2 separate regions of the Mus musculus genome follow, and region 2 is linked to region 1. A link is a contact called in public HiChIP or PLAC-seq data. All regions are on one chromosome and are shown on one strand. The core of a region is the stretch at or near the end of the contact, and the rest is flanking DNA. Distances in the headings are between cores, read along the strand shown.

Evidence for each region. HiChIP or PLAC-seq counts read pairs in DNA pulled down with a chosen protein or histone mark.
Region 2: a contact with region 1 is called in an H3K27ac HiChIP or PLAC-seq map of VIP interneurons, with 4 times the contacts expected there. The contact joins two enhancer-like sites. A contact is called at or near these places in 1 of 15 datasets of contacts at CTCF or cohesin (the NIH/3T3 cell line), 1 of 115 datasets of contacts at active chromatin or transcription factors (VIP interneurons) and 1 of 9 other capture datasets (embryonic stem cells).

Annotation. Positions count from the first base shown.
Region 1 is chr11:43,805,636-43,811,200 of GRCm38.p6, forward strand. The region is part of intron 1 of Adra1b (adrenergic receptor, alpha 1b); the gene reads right to left. Among named protein-coding and RNA genes, the nearest start is that of Adra1b, 28 kb to the right of the region's middle. Within about 2 kb of position 2,101, at least 1 of the 459 cell types and tissues checked has an H3K27ac peak or open chromatin away from gene starts, as enhancers often do. A contact at or near this core is called in VIP interneurons, where this site is marked.
Region 2 is chr11:44,227,771-44,233,124 of GRCm38.p6, forward strand. No RefSeq gene overlaps it. Among named protein-coding and RNA genes, the nearest start is that of Il12b, 170 kb to the right of the region's middle. Within about 2 kb of position 2,376, at least 8 of the 459 cell types and tissues checked have an H3K27ac peak or open chromatin away from gene starts, as enhancers often do. A contact at or near this core is called in VIP interneurons, where this site is marked.

The sequences.
Region 1 (5,565 bases), core at 851-3,350:
CTCCTGAGTGGTGGGATTAAATGTGTGTGCTACCATGCCAGGCTTAAAATTGAGTTTGTAGCTGGGCAGAATAGCATATGCCTATAATCCCAGGACTCAGAAAGGGGAAGAGACAGGAGGATGCAGGAACTCAGGTTCCCCAAGTCTGAGATCAGCCTGGGCTACATGAGACCCTGTCTTGAGAAACTGTAACTACGTTCATTAGGCAAAAGTGCTTGTGGTTCAATTGTGAGTACTTGACTTTGAATCCTCAGAACCCACATACAAGCTGGGCATATAGCATGATGATCTTTCATTCCAGTGCTCCAGTGGGGAGATGGGAGGCTGACACAGAAATATCCTAAGAGCTCTTGGTCTACTGAGCCTGGTACATAAGGCAGGGAACAAGAGATTCTCAAACCAAAAGAGTTTGGTCTGTGGCTTAGCCTAGCAGACAGGTACTGGGTTAAATACTTATCATTCCAGGGTACTGCCGCCACCACCACCACCACCACCACCACCACCACCACCACCACCACCACCACTACCACCACCACCATTACTAATAAAAGAAAGGCATCAAACAAGATAGAAGGGGAAGACTCGAACCCAAGTTTTGTCCTTTGACCTCCATATATATGTTGTAAGCATGCACGATTGAATGCAGGCACACATAATTAATTAAAAAGTAAGCAAAATCAAGGGGCTGGAGGAAAGAGCGCAGTTGGTAATATTCTTGCTTTGCAAGTCCCAAAGCCTAAGTTCAACCCCTAGAACTCATGTAAAAAATATCTAGGCATGGGAATGCACAGTTGCAATTCCAGCTCCGGGATGCCTAGGCTCCTTGGGCTCTCTGCCCAGATATTCTAGCTTGCTTCGTAAGTTTGAGGCCAAGGAGAAATCCTGTCTTTTTAAAAAATTAGGTATTTTCTTCATTTACATTTCCAGTGCTATCCCAAAAGTCCCCCATACCCTCCCATCCCACTCCCCTATCCACCCACTCCCACTTCTTGGCCCTGGTGTTCCCCTATACTGAGGCATATAAAGTTTGCACGACCAATGGGCCTCTCTTTCCACTGATGGCCGACTAGGCCATCTTCTGGTACATATGCAGCTAGAGACACGAGCTCCGGGGGGTACTGGTTAGTTCATATTGTTGTTCCACCTATAGGGTTGCAGATCCCTTTAGCGACCTGGAGGGCATCATCCTGAGTGAGGTAACCCAATCACAAAAGAACTCACATGATATGTACTCACTGATAAGTGGATATTAGCCCAGATACTTAGAATACCCAAGATATAAGATACAATTTGTGAAACTCATGAAACTCAAGAAGAACGAAGACCAAAGTGTGGACACTTTGCCCCTTCTGAGAATTGGGAACAAAACACCCATGGAAGGAGTTACAGAGACAAAGTTTGGAGCTGAGACGAAAGGACAGACCATCTAGAGACTGCAATATCTGGGGATCCATCTCATAGTCAGACTCCAAACGCTGACACCATTGCATACACTAGCAAGATCTTGCTGAAAGGACCCTGATATAGCTGTCTTTGTTTTTTTTGTTTTTGTTTTTGTTTTTGTTTTTGTTTTTTTTAAGGGCAGATGAATGATGCCTGAGGAGCAATATCCAAAGTTCATTGCTTTCGTATATATTCAGACATGGGTAAGCACACCCATGTGCATGCATGAGTGTGAGTATGCACACACAACAAAATGAGAGTGGTACCTTCTTTTCTTGTTGAAATGTAAATGAATTTTGCTGTCCATTTTGTTTTGGACGTAGCGGCTTGTTGATTGCCTGGGATGGGCAATTGAGCCCTTGATTCTCAGCTTCCTTATGGCTGTGGTTTCAAACAAGAAGGAAAAAAAAAACATTGTTCAGGTGGTAGGTGCTACTCATGGGGAAGCAAGACTCCTTCACTTTCATGGCTTTCACAAAACTGTCTGGGTTGTGAGACCATGTACCGCAGAGTTCCAGCTAGCTGGACTTTGAAAAGGCACCCCCAGCCCTGGGCGAGAGGGTCATTGTAATGACTCTAGGGAACCTCATATGGATTGAAGATATCAGGGACTGTGACATTCAGCTGTGGACACTGGCCTGCAGTCAGGATTCCAAGTTTAATCTCTGTGAAACTGATGCAGGAGCATGGCTATGCTTGCTAATTAGACAGCAGCAGTGTAATTGATCAAATCAGCTCCTTTCATGACGCAAAGCCAAAGAACTCAGCAACAGCTTGTGCCAGCTTGCAGATAACGAAAAAGCATGACTCCTCCCTGAGAAGACCCTGTTGTCTGTCCGCATTGCCTTGCTAACTGCTGGCTCCTCTCAGTGACAGGCAATATGGTGCTATTGCAGTAGCTCCTGTCTCTCTCATGTGGTCCGATTCCAGGCTTGGACAATTTAAATAGTGCTCATTCATTCCTTTCCTGGATTTACGGCAAGCATTAAACTTCATCAGCCTTAAAGAGCCATTGCACTCTGAAAGGAAGCAAAGTCATAGCTGGGGTTCCCTACTGCATTTATGAATGGCTCTGCTGTTAATTGGAAAGCCAACGTATCAAAAAAGAGAATGAAAATGGAAAGCACTGGAGGAAATCACACTTATCGCAGCTGCTAATTATTGGGACCTACATTTCTAGTCTGTTTTGTGCAGATCAAAGGAAGAAACGCACAAGAGGTAGCTTTGGTTGAGTAATGTGAGCATGGGTTTTGGGGGGCCCAAAAAGATGGTTGTAAGCTTTGCTGTTTGTGAGCCCAGAGAACCAGGGGCCATGATCTTACTTTTCAGAACCTTGGTTTTCTTATTGGTAGAATGAAGAGAATTAAATCAACCTCAAAGGATTGTGAAGACTAATAAGATAACAGAGAAACAGCCAGCTCACATCTGAGGATGCCATAAGGGCCGTGTAAATATTAACTTCCCACCCACGTCGTGCCCTCTGAAGAGAGCCCTGCAATCCTGTCTTCAATCTGTGTTTCAGGCTTGTGGGGTCTCAGGCTCACTGCCCATGCTGATGGAGTTCCTGGTTTTTGATTATTCTTCTAGACAAGGGTCCCCATCAACAGAGTTTGTGCCACATCTATGTGAGCTCTGATTTTGTTTTTTGAAACGTGGTCTCATGGGGTGTCTGAGTCTGGCATTTAACTTCCTGGGTAGCCTATGCTAGGCTTGAACTCACTAACTTCCTTCTTTGGTTTCCTTAGTGATGGGATTCTGGTATGTTCCACCCACAAGGATGAGTTCTGAATCTTAAGAGAGGGCTAAACAGAATCCTGGAGTAGGATCTCATGCAAGATTTGAAAATAGCATATTTGGTATTTTTTAATATGACAGTCTTAATATAAGATAAATGAATGTAAAATTAAAATGCTTTTGGATGGCAGTATAGGAAAATCCCTGTAGGAGAGGAAATTCAGCTCTCACCGTAGAAAAGGGGGAATGGATTAAGTAAGATGGGGAAAACAGATTTTCAGGTCTTAGCAAATCCTGTGCAGATACACCGTAATGCTAGAGGTTGGCCTGAAGAGGACACTGTGGGGTATTGATACCCTTTTCTGTCTCATTTTGGGTGTTATTTATAGGGATGCGTTCACTTGTTGAACGTGATATACTACAACCACCATGCTTTTCTGCAGGTATTCCCACTGCAATGTAAAGTTAACCTAAGAAAAAACAAAAGTTGGAATTCCTCACAAATCCTGGATCATGCTTTTTTTTCTTAGTGACCCAGATTTTTCTATTCAAGAACCATCTCTTCTGTTTGTACCTTTTCTACAGTGTCTTGCAGCTGCTCTGAAGCCTCTACCATCCATTTTCCTTTATCCTATAAGAAACATTTGTGGTCCTCCCCTCCCCTCCCCTTCCCTGCCCTTTCCTTTCCCCCCTGCCCCGCCCTCTTAGTTTTCATAGCTCAGGTTGGTCAAACTCACATAGGCAAAATTGATCTTTGGTTTCTCATCCTCCTTCTTCTATCTCTAGAGTGCTAGAATTACAGATGTGCACCAACACATCTGGTTTATATAGTGTCGGGGACCAGACTTGAGGCTTTGTGTATGCTAGATAAACACTCTACTACTATCTCTGCTACATTCCTAGTCACCACATTTTAACGTTTCTTTTTTGATAGTAGGTCTATATTGTAGTTTCAATGTAAAACGGTCTTCATAGGTACATGTGTTTGAACACTTGTTTACCAGTTAGTGTTATTGTTTTGGAAGACCGTGGGACCTTTAGGAAATGAAGAGTTATTAGAGGAAATGGGTCAATGTGGGTAGGCCTTGAGGCTTTATATTCATCATCACTTCCTGTTCCACCAAGATGTGAGAAGGTGGAGAGTCCCAGTAGCACATTCCTGCCACCATGGTTCCACCTCTCTCCATGAAGGAATGTGTGCCCTCAAACTGTAAGCCAAAGCAAGCCCTCCCTCTCTCTGACCCTCCTTCCCTTGAGTGTCTTTTTGTCAGATATTTACTCACACTAACGATAGACATAACTCACACAGTGCCTCGTATAGCCCAGGCTACAAGTGTCAAATTTATGATTTTATGATCCTCTTGCCTCCACCACCCAAATGCTGGGATTACAGGCACTAGCCATGCCTCGTTCAATGAGGTCTTCATGAACAGAAGCCAGATTATGTTGTTTCATCTGTCAAGAGCCCTCCAGAAACTTCTCTCTTTTCTTTAGAGAAAACTCAAACCTCTTTATCATGACCTTAGGCATTAGGAGAGGTCTGTGGCACCTTCCTATCTGACACAATCTGTAATTTCTTACCCCGCCTCTCCCCACTCTTCCATTTTATATGACAACCACCTGAAACACAAAGCCACTTTAGGACCTTTGTATCCGAGGTGTCTGATGCCTGGAATGCTGTCTCCTAGATCCCTGCGGGACAGCTCCAAGCTAGCCCCACCCTGCCTTTCTCTGTTGCCTTTCTTGGATTTTCAGCACCCTGTCCCCTATAGCTCATCAGCTCATTCTTTGTGTGTGTGTGTGTGTGTGTGCGTGTGCGTGTGCGTGTTTTTTTCCAGACAGGGTTTCTCTGTGTAGCCCTGGCTGTCCTGGAACTCTTCTGTAGAGCATTCTAGCCTTGAACTCAGAGATCTGCCTGCCTCTGTCTCCTGAGTGTTGGGATTAAAAGAGTGTACTACCATTGCCCAGCTCCCCTTTTGAGTTCTTAAAGTCAGGTCTCAAAATATATATAACTGGGCATGACAAGGAACTCACTACTTCTTCCTTCTTCCTTTCTTCCTTTCTTCCTTTCTTCCTTTCTTCCTTTCTTCCTTCCTTCCTTCCTTCCTTCCTTCCTTCCTTCCTTCCTTCCGTCCATCCGTCTGTCTGTCTGTCTGTCTCATATAGCAGCCAAGGCTTTGAACTGCTGCTCTTCCTCCCTCTACTTCACCAATGAGTTTTTATTTATGTGTTTTGCAGTTGGTTTGAGGCAGGATCAACTCAGGCTAACTGTGTACTTACTAAGTAGTCAAGGCTGGCCTATTTCTTTTTCTTTCTTCACTAAGGCTTACAGGCACCTAATATTCGCCTGAGACTTTACTAAGTAAAAGTGTGTGTGTGTCTTGGTGT
Region 2 (5,354 bases), core at 1,126-3,625, 420 kb after region 1:
GTTTGAGGGTACAATCCATCACCGTGGGAAGTGGAGGCAGGAGGGAATTAGAAGCAGCTGATCACATTGCATGCATAGTCAGGAAGCAATGAGGAATGATCACGCATGCTCAGCTCACTGTCTCTTTTATATTCAGTCCACAGCCTCAGAGCATAGCATGATGCCATCCACAATGAGGATGATATTTCCAACCTAGGAACTCCCTTACACCCATCAGTTTCTTTTCCATGGTGATTCTAAATCCCATTATGTTGAAGGTCAAGATCACACTGGGGAAAAGAAGAGGAAAGGCTCAAAGTTCTGCAGTCAATGCCCTTTGAGTTTTAGGGAAGGAAGCAGAAAAATGCTGAAAGGGTATGAGGGTGGTTAATAGAAGAGCTGACAACCATGTAATGTCTTTATAAACCAGTGGATCCCAAAGTGTGGACCCAAGACCATGGTTATGAGCATTCTCTAGGAAGTTGCAAACTCTTCAATCACCAAACAAGGCAGCCTGGGATGCGACCCATGGTTTCCCAGATCACTGGTGTCTTCTAATGTCTAAGAGCCTTTGTTAAAAACTAGGATTCCCGTGGTAGATGGGCAGGGAGGATTAACACTAAGAGTTGGTTTTTGAAACTGCTGATCTATCCCTGTGGCCACATGCTTTTCTTGCTGGCCTTCAAGGCAGGGAAGAGCAGACTGAAGTATCTTGGGCACCTAATTCCAGATTTACCCTGGTAGACCCAACACTGGCTAACACTGATGCTTGGAGAATAAACCACACATTGTCAAGTCCAAGGACTAGTGTATCATGCTAAAGCAGTTAACAAGATGGAAAAACCTTGGGAATCATGGGAAAGGAATAGAACCCTTCACCCTGAGATCTGATTTGCATTGCTTGCTAGATTTGAGTTAAGATGTCAACATGGCCGACAAAATCCAAAGGCACCGACCAATACTCGAGTCTTTATCCCAGGAGATAGCTCAGAGAAGGTTTTTGAAAGCAGCCCATGGAGTACACTTCTCCAAGCCAGAAGGTTTGTGGCCTTGGAATTTAACCTTACAACCACCTTCTTCTCTCATCACCAAACCTGAATAATGAACCTTATAAAACAACTTAAAATCTCATTTCTAAAAGGTAAATTCTTTTAAGAGATGAAAAATGAGTAAACCAGCTTCTTTTAAATGTTTGAACTTGGCTTAATCCTTGAACCTGGTTGTAAATTATAATCTTTTAGTTCTATAACTTCCAAAACCATGAAATCTTGTATAATGCTATTATTCAGACACTGAAGAGTGGCTCACTCTCTCCCCAGAAGCCTGCACTATGCCTTGCATACACCTGTACAGTGCTGTCCATTTTATGAGGGTCTCCATACCCCCACCCTATCCCCCCTTCCCCCTGGCCCGTGCATAATTCTCAAGTGTTATCTATTTCATTTCTACAAAATAAACTCACTAACTTTTCTTCACTCTGGCTTGTCCTGAAATTCTTTTCTGTGGCATTGTCAAAGCTCTTCAACTTTACATGCATGGGACTCCTGAAGTTCTTGGTGGCAGTGTGGAGTACATCTGACACTCCTTGGAGTTCTGTGCTCACAAGCTGTCATTTGTCCATATTTGGTATGCTTAGTTTATTTTTGTGGTTTTGATAGGATCTACTGTAGGCCAGGCTGGCTCACACTCTCTATGTAGCCCAGGATAATCCTGAATTCCTGATCCTCCTGCCTCTGTCTCTCAAGTGTTGGGATTGCAGACATGCATGACCACCACTGGCACAAGCAGATATTTGGAAGCCTTGTTTTCACTCAGTTAAAAATGACATGTTTACCTCCTGCCTAGAGTGACTACAGTCTATCAGAAACCTTACCCCAAGCTAAGCAGTCACTGGGATGCTGGCGAGAAAATATTCTACAGCCTCAAGGTTTGGCGCATCCCACCTGTCCTTATCTACTAAGTTTATTGGTCAATGTTGAGTGCTTGAGTTGCTGTCTTCCAAGGGAGGAGAAGGATAAAATTAGAATTTGTGCCTGGGGATCATGTAGAGACTTAGGGAGAACATGGCCTCCTAACAACTAAACCCAGGAGACCTTTGAAGAAATCTTAACCTCAGGCTTCCAGCCTGTAGAACAGAAAATCAATCTGATGCTTAAGCCACCCAATCTGTGGCAGTTTATTGTGGCAGTCCAGGGAAATGAAGGCACATGGGGACATGCTGCTAATGGCTGGCATGAAGAGTAATATGGAGTGACTCCCCAGGCTGGGCTAGAAGAGGCACTAAGGCTTCCACCTGGCCTTCTCCCCCAAATGAGCACCCTTAGCCTCAGGCCACCATGAGGAAATCAGAGCCCTGGAGAGAGTAGGAGTCCTGGCCACAGCCCCAGTGAAGGCCCCAGCTGACAGCCAGATATAATTGTGAGGTGGGTGACTGTGCAAAATCGGAGAGGTTCCAGCCCAGCCTTCCCAGCTGAGAGACGTGCTGTTCCGGCCGAATCCTGGCCAAATTGCCAATTCGTGAGCAAAATAAATGTTGCTGTTTTGAGCCAGTTGCTCTTGGGTGTTTTTTGGGTTGTTTTTTTTTTTTTTTCTTTTTTCTTTTTTCTTTTTTAAAGCAGCAGTAGATAAAAGGAGTATTAGTCAAGGTATCAACAGCTTCTTTTGCTTTCCTGACCTTAAAGGAGTATTTTCTCACCCACATTGGAAAGGTCCAATAAAGCCCTTCCTCAGTTATGTCACTTTGGCTGCCCTTTCCATGAGGTTGGGGGCGGTGCAAGTGTAAGGAAACACGGTTTACTCTAACCGACTTCTGTACTGATTCATACTAACACAGTAATGTGTGCGTTGGCCGTGATTTGATTTTAAGTGCAGGGTGAGCTTTTTATAAGGAAGCAGGTCACTGCCCTTTTATTTAGATATAGGCATGACTGTGTGCAGGGCTTTTGTGTTTAGCTTTCCAGGACTGTAACAAAATACCTAAGCTAAAACATCGACAGGGAAGAAAGGTTTGTTGTTGGTTCACAGAGTCTGTGGACACTCTCTCCGTCATTTTGCCCTTCTGGCAGCATAGCACACCATGGCAGGAACTTCCTTGGAGGAGGACTGTCCACCTCCTTCAGGCGGCAGTGAGGAAGAGTGGACCAGGGTTTCGGTATGCCCTGCATACTCCATGTGTCCTGATTCCTCCCATCATGCCCCTCGTTCTCAACAATGTCAAGCAGCGTCATGCTGAAATCATAACATCTCTGTTCATTCTTAGAGCCAGTTTGAACTTCACGCTCAGGTTTCATTTCTGTTGCTGTTATGATACACTTGGATCAAAAGCCAATTAGGGGAAGGACCAGTTTGCTTCAGTTTACACTTCCAGGTCATAGTCCATCACTGAAGGAAGTCAGGGCAGGAACTCAAGACAGGAACCACGGAGGAGCACTGTTTGCTGACTCGCTCAGAGGCTCGGGCTCAGCTAGCTTCCTTAGACAAACCAGGACCATCTTACCAGGAAATGGCACACTCAGAATGGACTGGGTCTTTCTATACCAATCAACAATGAAAACACCCATTCAAAGAGACATACCCATGGTAAATCTTGTCTAGGTAATTCCTCAAGGGAGGCTCTCTTGTCAGATGACTGTAGGCCATATCACATGGACAATTAAATCCAACTAAGGCATTCAATATTCTGTCTCATACATCAAAACAAATTTAATCCCTCATATTGCAGAATAATGCTGAATCATTGTCTTAGTCAGGGTTTCTATTCCTGCACAAACATCATGACCAAGAAGCAAGTTGGGGAGGAAGGAGTTATTCAGCTTACTCTTCCACATTGCTGTTCATCACCAAAGGAAGTCAGGACTGGAACTCAGGCAGCTTGGGAAGGAGGAGCTGATGCAGAGGCCATGGAGGGATGTTCTTTACTGGCTTGCTTCCCCTGGCTTGCTCAGTCTGTTCTCTTATAGAACCAAGACTACCAGCCTAGAGATGGCACCACCCACAAGGGGCCTTTCCCCCTTGATCACTAATTGAGAAAATGCCTTACAGCTGGATCTCGTGGAGGCATTTTCTCAACTGAAGCTCCTTTCCCTGTGATAACTTCAGCTTGTGTCAAGTTGACACACAAAACCAGCCAGTAGAGTCATCAAAAGTGGGAAACTATGGGTAGAAAGAGGATTTCATCACCCGCTACACAGAAGAATCTTTGAAGTTGACCCTATATACTCTGTTTTCTTTCTTTGCCTGTGACTGTGCGTATAGTGAGCATGTATGTGTGTGCTCTCAGATGTCCCAAGAGGCTGAGACTGGAAATCTTCCTGGATCACACTCCACCCTACACATCTAGACAGGGTTTCTCATTTGATCCCAGAGCTCCCTTATGTAGCTAGTCTAGTGAGCAACACTCTCCAGGGATCCCTTGTTGCTTTCCAAGTGCTGGAGATGGCCAGACTACTGCCCCCGTCTGGCATTTGTGTGGGACTCAGACTCTTAAAGCACAAGTCATTTACCCTCTGATCCTGTTGCCTCTCTTTTTGTTGTTGTTGCTCTTTGAGAGTTTCGAGGGATGAGCACCTGCAGCACAGGCTGTCCTTGAACTCCAGATCTGTTTGTCTCTACCTCCCAGTGCTGGGTTATTGGCATGGACCACTTTATCCAGCTGATATTCATTCTTTCCTTCTCTCCAGCCCCCCATTCTATCTTTTTTTTTTTTTTTTTTTTTTGCCAGGCCTAGATACATTTTCCAAGTTGACCTTAGAGGAACTCACTTTGAAGCCCAAGAAATCCTTGAGCCTGAAATCCTCCTGTCTCAGCTTCTGAAGCAGCAGGGAATCCAGGCAGGCGCCACAAGTCTTGGCGACATCACTACTTTCTCTTTCTGTCTTGTCACAATTACACACACACACACACACACACACACACACACACGGCCCTTCGCCAGCGACCTTGTCTCCACCCTTCGAAGGGTGAAGTTCCCTCCCCCTTCGATACACAGACTACACGGACGCAACACAAAACTTCAGGCAACAATCTGGGAACAGCTTCTTCCTAAAGTCTGCTTCAAAGGCTCCAGGCTCCCTGCCCTGCTCTCAGCGACATTTTGATGCTCTTACTCATGTTATTGTTTCTGTTTCTTTCCCTTGGAGCTCACGAAACTGGCACGAGCAGCACTGTTTTCTCTCCTCTTTGCCGCCCTGAAGAATGCAGGCGAGGCAACCCTCCTCCAGAGGCCCGAGTGCCAAAGGCAACAGTGGGCAGAAGACTTGGAGCCGGTTGTCCTGCACGTGGCATCCCAGTTCCCAAACAGCAAGATGCTAAAGGCCAGCATCAGATGGATACTCACAGTGCGCCCGTCATCATTCACCTTGCTGCAAACTGGGTGC